Linked DNA regions of Sus scrofa: regions 2 and 3 are each linked to region 1. Evidence: chromatin contacts called from public HiChIP or PLAC-seq data. All regions are on one chromosome and are shown on one strand. The core of a region is the stretch at or near the end of the contact, and the rest is flanking DNA. Distances in the headings are between cores, read along the strand shown. Region 1 has its middle 20 kb from the start of IER5L. Region 2 has its middle 170 kb from the start of IER5L. Region 3 has its middle 94 kb from the start of NTMT1.

Region 1 (3,423 bases), core at 699-3,198:
GAAGTGCTCCCTGGGGACTTCTGTTCCATCTCATTAGCTAGAACTGGTTTGCATGGCCACCTCCAACGGCAAGAGAGGCTGGGACAATGGAGTTTTACAGTTTCGCTCATCTCCACAGTAGAAGGAAAGGGAGAGGAATCGGAAGCCCTTTGGGGCCGCCAACCCACAGCTTTGGCCAAAGGCCTGCATAAGCCTCTAGGAGCGAAGAGTTTGGTGAATTCCGGGGCAAGGAGTGGGCAGGGCTCAGACTAAGGACAGTGGACTGCATCTGGAGGGCCACAGGGAGCCCCAGATGGCTTTTCAGGAGAGGTGATATGGTCATATTTGCACGGAAGCTCTGCTATTTAAACTGAGCACCTGTGATGGGCCGCTGCAGGAGACACATTCCATGCTCACCCTGGAGACCTGACGAGGGCGTCCTCAGGGCTCAGATTAAACGCCACCTCCTCAGAGAAGGGCCTCAGGCTCACAGCTCTCTCCTTTGTGCGCCTCCCGCACTGGCAGCTGTCCCCCCACTTGGCACCCAATGCCAGCCCGCAGATGGCTCCTGGCTGTCCCACAGCGTTGCACTGGGGCACAGCATGGAAAGTGACTCACATCAGCACCTCTCCTGCTTGTAAAATGCTGGTTTCATATCCATCAGCTTTGGTTTTTTTGCTAGAACTATCCTACGAGGGGAGTGTACGGTGCCCTTCTTTCATTGATGGGGAAACAGGCTCAGGCAGGCGAAGACCTTTGCTGAACAAGGGCTGGGCTCTGTCACATTGAGGGAGCACCCTGGGCGTGAGATGTTTTTGTCCCTGGAACTCTTGCTCACACCACTGTGTGCAAGGCTGGGTGAGAGCTGCGTGTGTGTGTGTGTGTGTGTGTGTGTGTGTGTGTCTGTTTGTCTGTCTGTTGGGGTTGGGGTGTCTAGAAGACACATAAGACCCAGGCCCTGTCCTTGGGGAGTTTAACATCTGAGGCTACATCCTTGTACCAGTGGCCTCTGACTTGCCATGTGCCTTCGGGCAAGTCCCTGAACCTCTCTGGGCAAATTTCTCCTTGGGAATAATGAAGGCATTTGCAGGAATGGTTCTAGATTTTCCCAGTCCACCCATCAAATTCACTCCTTGGATTTCAAAGATGCCAGTCCATTTGTTCACACTCTGTTTGCATCTGTCTTTAGCTCAGAAAATAGTCACTATCACCTTCCCCACCCCCTCTGCTGTTTTAGCCTCACGCTACACTCTTTTGTACCCAGTACAAATAATTATTTGTGCGATTAAACGTCCCCTGTCTCCGTGCTTGGCCAGCAAAGATGGGGACCACGTCTGTCTTCATCTCTGTCTTCCCAAGGGCTCAGGGCCTAGCACAAAATAGCTGCTCACGAAATAGAGCAACTGTTATGATGATGACGGTGGTGGTAGGGTCCATAACGATGAAGACGGCGACGAAAAACAGACGCCAGCAGAGACAGCTGCAGGAGTGAAGTGACCCCCAGGCAGCCCGCAAAGCCCTCAGCCCCTCCCTGCTCCTGGGCCGCGGAGGCTTCCTATAGAGACCGCCGAGACACCTCAGTTCCCAGGCCGCACACCGCGGGGGAGAACTACAGTCCCCAGAAGGCCGTGAGGGGCGGTGCCGCCGGCGCTCGCTCCTCCCGGGCCCGCCCCGGGGTCGGGCATCATGGGAGTTGTAGTTCAGCTCCGCGGCCCCGGGCGCGCCTCCGCTGGAGCATGCGTGCACGGAGCAGCCGGCGCCCTAGGGGTTAGCGGTTGGTGGGGGAGTGCATCCCCCATTCCCCCGCGGGGTGTGCAGCTGCGGAAGGCCCTTTGAATTAACCCTCACGCGCCGAGGACCCTGGATAGCTAGGTCGCGTTCTTCCAGGAGCCCTTTAAGGGGCGTGGCTGGGCGCCTGCCCTATCCCTGACTCACCCACTCTTTTCACAAACATCAGCCCCCAGCCGCATCCGATCCCGCGCTTTAAAACCCGTGATCTTATTGAAACATTTCCAGACTCCATTGCCCAAGCATTGTCAACGCTGTGTCTGGTCCTTTGGGGTCAGAGTGGGCATGAGGCGGGATCGCAGACATTCAGCCATCATTAAGACATGAGAGGACCCCATCTGAGTCGTGGGGAGGGTGCCCCAGGGGTACAGGCGGCGGTACAGTGGCCCCAGGTTCAGGCAAAGCTTCCAGAGGACGGTGATATTCAGGCTGGGCTGGGGTTGGCCAGATCAGGAGCAGGGAAAGGTGTTCCAGTTGGAGGCAACAGCATAAGGGAGGGCCCTGGGGCTAAGAGGCCAGGGTGAGAGGTGGTGAGTTGAGTGGGGACATCTGAAGAACCTGGAACCACGATGAGGCAGGTTCATTTGATCTCAGATGGATGTATGACTGTTTCTTAGGCAGAATGGCTGGCCTAAGTTTGACCGGGGGTCAGTGGCAGAGCCTGGACCCAATCCAGGGGCACTGGTTCCAGGTCCTGGCTTGTTCCGCGGCAGGGTTGCAGCAGGAGCTGGTCTGGTTCTGTCCTGGAGCTGTTCCAGGAGCCGGGCCCGAGATGGGGGATTGTGGCTTGGGGGTGGGGGAGGCTCAGCACCCGACTTACTGGGAAGGGAAACTGAGACTTTCAGCAAATCTTGCTGAATGAGCTTCTGTATGAGATCCAAGAAAAGCCTTCTCCTTCTCAGACTCTCCAACTGTTAGGAACCAGCCCTGGGAAATAGGGGAGGGTCATTTTCACACCCTCCCCCCATCCAGATGTGGCAGAAGCAGGGAGGATTCAGGCCAGATGTTGGGGGGTCCGCGGGCCCAGCGAGTTGCGTGGGGTGGGTGGGTGGGCACGGCTGTGTTTGGAGCTCTCCTGTTGAAAATGAGCCTTAACTGGGTTGCTGCTCCGGTTTTCTCTGCTCTGGCACTGTGGCCAAGAGACCCTAGGGACATGCTCTGGGGCTCTGGTCACATCTGAAGAGAGAGGCAGGAAGCCCGGGCCTCAGTTCTAATGGCACCTGGGTTTTACTTCCAGGATAACCTTGGTGTGTTGCTCTCAGCCTGCTTCCTGTCCTTGGAACCCAGGCTTCCTATTGGGCACCTCAGGCTCCCAGGCTGTAGAGGAGTGTTCTGGACACTTGAGAAAGCCTAGCAGGAAGGAGGCCTCTGTGACCTCATCAGGAACGTTGGGCATCGTCTCGGTATGGACACGTCCCCCAGATCAGAGGCCCGGCTGGCTGTGGTTTTTCTTTGATTAATAAAAAATGGGGAAGCAAATCAATTACCCTTCGCAAATGCAATTCAGACGGCAGGAAAAAAATCTCTCTTGAGGCTTGGGGGCCTCTTCTTGAAAAGATTGGAACACACAGAAAGTGTTGGCCAGAGACATCCCCCCTACCAAGTCTGGTGGGAATAGCGCATGTGTGCTTGAATAGGAGAGGAGACTGAGGATTT
Region 2 (3,559 bases), core at 164-2,663, 150 kb after region 1:
GAGCCAGGGCAGTGAGGAGCAGATGTGCTCCTTCTGGATCGGTCTCCCCGGCCCACTGCGGTCAGGGGGTGGGTTCTCCCACCACAGCCTTTCCAGCAGCTCCACGCCCGTCACATGTGAGGTATGTCCTTGAAATCACACCCCAACTCCTCTCGGTGGCCTGCACCCCCCTGCCCCCTCTGCTCCAGCCACGTAGCTGTCTTTCTGCTCTTCCAACACACCAGGCATGTTTCTGCCTCAGGGCCTTTGCATGTGCCATTCCCTCTGCCTGGTGTACTTCCATTCCCTCTGCCCCGTGTATTTGGTCCTTAAATCACCTTCCCCCGGCCCCTGCTCATCCTTCAGCTCAGAGGCCCTCTCCTCAGTACACACGTGTGCACACACACACAGAGTCACTCTCTATTACACCCCTGACCAACAGCTAAAATTATCTTAACACTTTTGTGTCTTGATAATCACGTACTCAGAATTCCTGCCATGGCGCAGCAGGTACAAATCTGACTAGTATCCATGAGGAAGTGGGTTTGATCCCTAGCCTCGCTCAGTGGGTGGGGGATCCGGCGTTGCCATGAGCTGTGGTGTAGGTCACAGACGTGGCTCAGATCCCATGTTGCTGTGGCTGTGGTGTCGGCCAGCAGCTGCAGCGCTGATTCAACCCCTAGCCTGGGATTCGACCCCTAGCCTGGGAACTTCCATCCGCCATGGGTGCAGCCCTAAAATAGATAGATAGATAAATAAATAAATAAATATCACCTACTCAACAAAGATTTTCAGGAAGGGAAAGAGGGAGGGAGGGGCGTGGCTCCTGGGATCCAGTCTTCCCCGAGCCATTTATTTAGCACCTTCTCTGCGCTGTTGGGGCCCAGCCCAAAGTCTAGCCAGCAGGGTGACCTTGGGCTGCTCGCTCCACCTCTGTCTCTCCATCCTTGGAGAGTGCAAAGCGGTCTCATGTTTCTGTGGGACCCTCACCTCCACTTTGGTGGTGTCGCAGACTCTCTGCAACCTGGGTGTCTGCGGAGCCTGGGAACGTGGGGATCCTGGGGTCCGCAGCCAACTGCGCCTGCCCTGTCCTCCCACAGCCCTGCCTTTGCAGGGAGCACCTTCTCTGGCCTCCCCTGGCATGTCTCCCGGGCTCCCGCCTCTTCCCAGCTCTAAGCACACCGTATTTTGCTTGTTTATTTCTCTGGCTCCTCTGAGAGGCCTGGGACGGGTGTTTTCTTTCTGCATCCCAGCTCAGTGAGGGATACTCTGCCGGACACCCCCCCCCCCCCCCCCCCCCCCCCCCCCGGGACCTCATCCGGCAGATGGGTCTTCCAACTCTGCCACCAGTTTGCTCGGCACTGGGACGAAGCCACGCCCTTCTCTGGGTCTTGAGACTTGCTTGCTATTTACTGCTCACCAAGAGCTCCAGCAAATAGCAGTACTGTTCATGGCCTCTCCCTCATGTTTGTCCAAAAGGCCCGGCTTGCTAAGCGCCCCAGCATCTGCGCCTTTTTTGTTAAGACGGCCCGGTTTCTGTGTTTGTTTCAGCTAGGAGGGTCCCCGGGGCGCCTCTGGAGGAGGCGGTGCGGGAACGGCAGAACACACGACGTGGGCAACCGCTTTCCTGTCTTCGCTCTTCCCACCCAAGCCCCAGGGGTGGAAAACAATCCACACGCCAGAAACCTGACGCTGCTGCCGAGCTGGAAAAGCGGGTTCTGGAAGGGAAGGATGGGGGAGGGGGCTCCCGAGGCCCCAAGGCCGCTGCCTGGGAGCGGTTCTCATCAGCCAAATGGCCCTTGGTGCCCCTGGACGGTCACTTGGGAGGGTCCCTCTCCGGGAGACCGGCTCTTGCCAAGGCCACCTGCGCCACGACCACTGCAGGTCTTGGCGCTCCTGGGAGCCGCCCGGAAGGGCAGTCCGTGCAGGCGGTGGGGTGGAGGAGGAAGCCCGGGTCGCTGCAGAGCCTCGCCAGCCGTAGGACGGCCCGGCCCCGGGTGGCGATGCCTCTGCCAGGGCCGCCAAGCCCGAGCCCGGCTGCCGGGGACGCGCCGCGTGCGCGCGCCCAGGCCTCCGCCACCGGCATAAATTCCCGAGCTGTCTGTGCATGTCTTTTTCTTTCACTAGAGGTTGCTCACTTTCACTTCTTGCTTCCTTTCGGCTCCTCCGCCGGCTCCGTGAGCGCGTGTGCTGGGGGAGGGTGTGTGCCCGCGCGCGCGCGTGCCCGCAGGCTCCCGGCGGATGCGCCCCCTGCCCGCGGAGAGGGCGCTCGGGGATGTGCGGGGCCCCGCCGCCTGGCGTCAGGCGCAAGGTGGCCCAGCTGTCCTGTGCCCAGCAGGAGCCTAAGAGCTGGTTTCGACCGCCTCCAATTCAGCCCTGCCCGAGGTTCCTTCGGCCCCAGTGGCACCCCAGCCCGCGTTACCCTAGGAGATGGGGCGTGGGGGGGGGGTGTGGAGCAGACAGGAGACAAGGCCGGCCCTCATCGCTAGGTCCCTGTGCTGGCGTTCCCCCTCCACCATCACCGACCTCTCTCACTTTCCATGTCTTAAAAAAAAAAATTGCAATTCTCCCCTGAAGCTGCTGCTTCTCCTGACACCAGAGGCCTCTCTGTGGCCCTCTCTCCTCCAAACAGGAACCCGAGGCCAGGATGGATGGAGCTTTGCTTCACTGAGCAGGAAGCCACATCCTGCGAAGGCTGGAGCCTTTTGCTTGAGAGAGTGGGACCCGGATGGGACCAAGAAGTATCTCTTCTTCTTCCCTTCTGGCCCTGGCCTGCTGGCCTCATTATAACACTTTTAATGCACCCTGGGCCTAAGGTCCACCTCAGGGCCTTTGCACAGGCTCTGGTCTCCACTGGGCCAGAGAACTCCATTCCTCCCTAGCTGTGTGACCTTGGGGAAATTACCTAACTTTTCTGAACCTTCATTTCCTTGCCCGTAAAATGGGCTCATAATAGGATGTTTGAGGATTCCAGGTGATGACCAGTATAAAGCACTTGAATCACAGGCAAGGACATTTGGTGGGCCCAGGGCAGATGTGGGGATTGGGCCCAAGCCCAGTCCCTTGCTTGGGGTCCCTCCACTCATTCCTTCACGGAGCCTCCTCACCACCCATCTCCCCAGTCCTGTGGGGGGGGTCTCCTCAAGGCCTCATTGGCTGAACTCCATCTAAAACAATTCCCTGCCCCAACCCCTACGGTAAGGACCAGCAGGGGACAATAGAAAGGGGACCAGGTCAGGAGGCAGCAGAACTGGGTTCAAACTTCAGCAAACTCTGCCTCACTGTGTGATTGTGAGCAAGTTGCTTGGCCTCTCTGTGCCTAAACTTCCTTCTCTGTGAGGCTGAGGCCAAAGGCTGCCTGGCCTCCATCTCAAGATCCTTGGTGGGCAAAGCACATTGCGGGTGGGATGTCACTCTAAGCAGCGAAAAGCATCAGATGGAAGCATGTTGCCGCTGTAATTTACACCATCCTCAGAGCATCAGCTCAGGCTCGAGGAATCAACTTGTCAGCTGGATCTGAGGGGTCCCTGCCACCTGTGCTAATGGAAGGTGGCTGGAAGGCCACCTCTATGAAATGTAC
Region 3 (3,790 bases), core at 650-3,149, 250 kb after region 1:
CTCCCCATGCTGCCACTTCCAGCGTGGACCCCAGGATTCTGAGACTCCTCAATACAAACCCAGCCTTCCAGGTGTGTTCGTCCTTAGGAAGGTGTATTTGCCAAGGAAGGAGGACAGAGCATGTTTTATTCAGCACTTCGTTAGCTTGATTTATAACTTGTAAATACTTAGATGCGAGGTAGGTGGGCTCTGCTTATATTCCTGCTCCCCCACCTGCCACCCCAGGGCTGCCTAGACAGAAGCAGCCTTCCTGGGCTCCACATCAGCATCCAGTGGCTGACCCTGGACCAGGCTTCTTTGGAGCTTCCTGACTCCACTTCGTGCACCCCCATTGCACCCCATGAATTGCCTCTGCCTTTATCTGAGGGTCCTCCTGCCTCCTCTTTTGAATGTTCACCTCCAGCCCCTTCTGCTCCAGGAAGCCTCCAGCTTGTCACTGGTATTATTTGGTCACAGCGGCTCCAGTGGGCTGACTGGCCGGGGATGTGACTGCCTGTCCCTCCTAAGGGACAAGAAGCTTCTAGAAGCAGCATCTCCTAGCAGACGCAGTAGCCTGCGCAGAGTACAAGTCTAGGCTCAGAGCGCCGCACACAAGCTTGGGGTCAAATCCCAGCTCTGTGACTTTCTTGCTGTGTGACCTTAGGAGGTGCTTGGCTGCTCTGAGCCGGTTTCCTCTTCTGAAAACCCATAATCAGAACCGTAGCTCTCGCAGCGAAGAGGCAGTGCGGAACGCGGAGCCCACGTGTGCCGGGCACTTGGCAAGCACCCGGGAAGGAATTAGGAAGGGCAGGAGTTACATCATTCACTTCTTTTTACAGCTGAGAAAACAAGCGGAGGAGGCTCAGGGAGGTGAGGCCGGTTGCCCAAGGTCACACAGCTTGTGGGAGAATGGGGCCCAAGCCAGGGTGGCCGACTTGTGCTCTCATCACTGAACTCTTCGGCCGCAGGCCTGCCCACCCAAGTACCCTTCCCGGTGTCCGCGGCCCTTGGCCGCCCGAAGGCCACGTGGGGTCTCGGGGACAAGAGGCTCGGCCAGGGCCGAGCAAGGGTTAACGGGCTCCGCCGCATTGGGCCGGCCTCCGGGGTAACCAGCCAATGGGCGTACGCCGCGATGAGGTAATGCCGGGACCGCGCGGAGTGGGCGGAGCCAGCAGGGACTCGCGGGTCTGGAGTTCTGGCTCTCCCACTACCCCTCACCTTTGACCTTCATCCCCCCCACCTGTCCTCCTCCTGCAGCCCGACACTGGCAAGAAAGCCCTGTGCTGGAGCTGAGGGTCTGGGGCGGCTCTGCGTCCCTTAAGGTCTTGCGGCACGAACCCGGACTCCTCCTCCGGGACTCAGTTTACTCTTTAGCCAGAAGATCGCTAAAGACGGACCGGCGGTGACGTTCTTGGATCCCGGGACAGTTTTCAGCCCTCCCTGCCCTTGGCCCACCCTGTGGCGGGCATGGCCCTGGCCCTCTTCAGGTGGTGCCCAGCGCCAGGGGGCAAGGAATCCTCCCGGCCAAGCTGAGGGAGTCTCACCGGCCCATTCACACCCTCCACGTGGCTCCAAAGCATCAGCCCCTCTCTATCCCTGGGGTATCCGACATGCCCCCGATGCCAGAGCGCTGCCACAAAGCCCCAAGCGAGCTGTAAAAATAGCCCGACCAGCCGGTTTGGTGGTCACAGGTCAAAGTTCACCCAGCACCAAAATTAATTGAGCGTCTACTACGTGCAGCTCAGAGCTTCGGGGTTGGCTGTGGCCAAGCCGTCTTCGGAGCTGCGAGCGACCCGGGGGCGCCCCCACTCCAGGCCGGACTGCAGGGGGCGGCGCGCCCCCACGGTCTGGGTCTGGGCACGAAGCGGTTAATGCCTTTCTAGCCGAGCTGGCACTGCTGCCGAGGCCCAGGCTTATTAGTCAGCTCGCGGGGAGGGGGCGGTGGGGGAGAGGAGGGGCTGGAGTTGAGAACCGCAGAAAGCTATTCTCAGGGGCTCCCAAGTGTGGGGAGGGCGGCTCAGCAGGAGCTGCTGCTTCCCAGAAAGTTGATTATTTTTAACCCAGGAAGAAGAAAGGAAGGAGGCGAGGGAGAAGGACTCAGAGAAAAGAGGAGAGGATTGCAGAGGAGAGAAGAGGATGGGGAAGGGGAACGGGGAGGGGGAGCAAGAGAGAGGGGAGAGGGGGTGGCGGGAGGAAGGGAGGAGGGGGCAGGCAGCGGGGGTCAGGGAGGGGGTTCAAGGCCAGTTGGAATGTGGGAAGCCAGCTTGGGGGGGTGCTCTGGGAGGGAAATGGATGTGAAGGGGGCCCCTCCCTGCACCCCTCTGGCTCCTCTCCCAGGCCAGGCTCCCAGGGGCTGTCCATCCAGCACCGCCCCCCAAGCCTGAGCTGAGAGCAGTGCCCTGTTGGGCACTGCCAACCCAGGGCTGTGCAAGGCACTGGGGCTTGGGGAGTGGGGGGGCACAAGGCCGCCACAGCCCTGCCCTAGGTTGATCTCCAGCCCACAGCAGAGCCCACAGCAGCACCTTGACTTGACCTTGACCGGGTAGTGGTCACTGGTCCAGGGAGGGCTGCCCTGGAAACCCATGGTTTCTGCAGAGAGGGGTTCCTGGAGGGAAGGGCGGACCTCAGGCTCCCCTTCCCCTGCCCTGGGGTGGAGCCGAGCTGAAAACCAAACCCGGATGGTGACGGGGCCTATGGGGAGGGTGCTGGGAGCACAGTGACAAACATGACAGACGTAGCCAGGCCCACAAGGGGCTCACAGTCCTGCAGGGAAGGCAGAGGCTGCACACACCATTATGAATAATGCATCAAATGACAACAAGAGGGTAGCGGGCTGGGAGGGGACTGTGCGGGTGGGGCTAGAAGGGCTGGTCGCAGGGGCCTGATCTCTGGAGGGCATAGGAGGGCTCCCCAAGGAGGTGCCTGAGGGCCAGAAGGGATCAGGCAGGGGAATAGTGACTGGTGGAGGGAGCAGGAACCACGTGGATGAGGGTCCCAAGGGCACAGACCTAAGGACCCAAGAGAGGATCGGTGTGGCCCAACCACAGCCCTTGTCCTAGAGGCGGCTGGAAACCTTGGAAGTTTTACAGAGAAGAGCAAGGAGACCAGAACCGTAAAGTTCACTTGAGTCATAGGGACAAGAGTGGATATGGAGGGAGTTCCCTGGCGGTTCAGTGGGTTAAGGATCTGGCATTGTCACTCCTGTGGCTTGGCTTGCTGCTGTGGTGTGGGTTCAATCCTGGCCCTGGAACTTTCCCATGGTGTGCGCAGGGCCAAAAAAAATAGATTGTGGCTATGGGAGTGGCACCAAGGTCCCGGGAGAGTGATGGCAGCCTGGTGTGAGAAAGAGGGGAGGACACGACTCGGGAGGTCCAGAGGGCAGGCGCTGGTGTGTCACTGCGTGGGAGTGCAGGTGGCCAAGGAGGTGTTAGGGAAGTGCCAGGCTCTGGCTTGTGCCACAAGGGAGGCTGGTGCTGTCCCCAAAGACAGGGGCAGCCAAGGGAGCAGGTGCAGGGGAGGGCAGGCGGTTGTGTCGGGACAGGTGGGACAGGCTGCAGGAAGAGCTTGGGCACAGGCATAGAGAGAAGGGCAAAGGGGACCACATGTGGTACCGTGGGCTGTGCCAGCATCTTCCAGAAAGAGGGGTGGAATCTGGTCACTGTGGCCTTGACCGCAGGCAAAGGGCTCTGAGCTCAACCTAGAGTCAATGTTGAGCCTTAGACGTGCAGGAAGAAGAGGGAACATTCCAGTGCTGGACACAGGGAGGGCACCCAGCGAACAGTGACCAGGGCCAGCTGGGGCTGAGTCTCTG

The links. HiChIP or PLAC-seq counts read pairs in DNA pulled down with a chosen protein or histone mark.
Region 2: an H3K27ac HiChIP or PLAC-seq map of alveolar macrophages shows a contact between it and region 1. The contact joins two enhancer-like sites. A contact is called at or near these places in 1 of 47 Hi-C or Micro-C datasets (subcutaneous adipose tissue) and 1 of 2 datasets of contacts at active chromatin or transcription factors (alveolar macrophages).
Region 3: a contact with region 1 is called in an H3K27ac HiChIP or PLAC-seq map of alveolar macrophages. The contact joins two enhancer-like sites. A contact is called at or near these places in 1 of 47 Hi-C or Micro-C datasets (embryonic fibroblasts) and 2 of 2 datasets of contacts at active chromatin or transcription factors (alveolar macrophages and skeletal muscle).

What each region holds. Positions count from the first base shown.
Region 1 is chr1:269,473,848-269,477,270 of Sscrofa11.1, forward strand. No RefSeq gene overlaps it. Among named protein-coding and RNA genes, the nearest start is that of IER5L, 20 kb to the left of the region's middle. Within about 2 kb of position 1,949, at least 66 of the 83 cell types and tissues checked have an H3K27ac peak or open chromatin away from gene starts, as enhancers often do. A contact at or near this core is called in alveolar macrophages, skeletal muscle and subcutaneous adipose tissue, where this site is marked.
Region 2 is chr1:269,624,873-269,628,431 of Sscrofa11.1, forward strand. No RefSeq gene overlaps it. Among named protein-coding and RNA genes, the nearest start is that of IER5L, 170 kb to the left of the region's middle. Within about 2 kb of position 1,414, at least 48 of the 83 cell types and tissues checked have an H3K27ac peak or open chromatin away from gene starts, as enhancers often do. A contact at or near this core is called in alveolar macrophages and subcutaneous adipose tissue, where this site is marked.
Region 3 is chr1:269,724,077-269,727,866 of Sscrofa11.1, forward strand. No RefSeq gene overlaps it. Among named protein-coding and RNA genes, the nearest start is that of NTMT1, 94 kb to the right of the region's middle. Within about 2 kb of position 1,900, at least 70 of the 83 cell types and tissues checked have an H3K27ac peak or open chromatin away from gene starts, as enhancers often do. A contact at or near this core is called in alveolar macrophages and skeletal muscle, where this site is marked.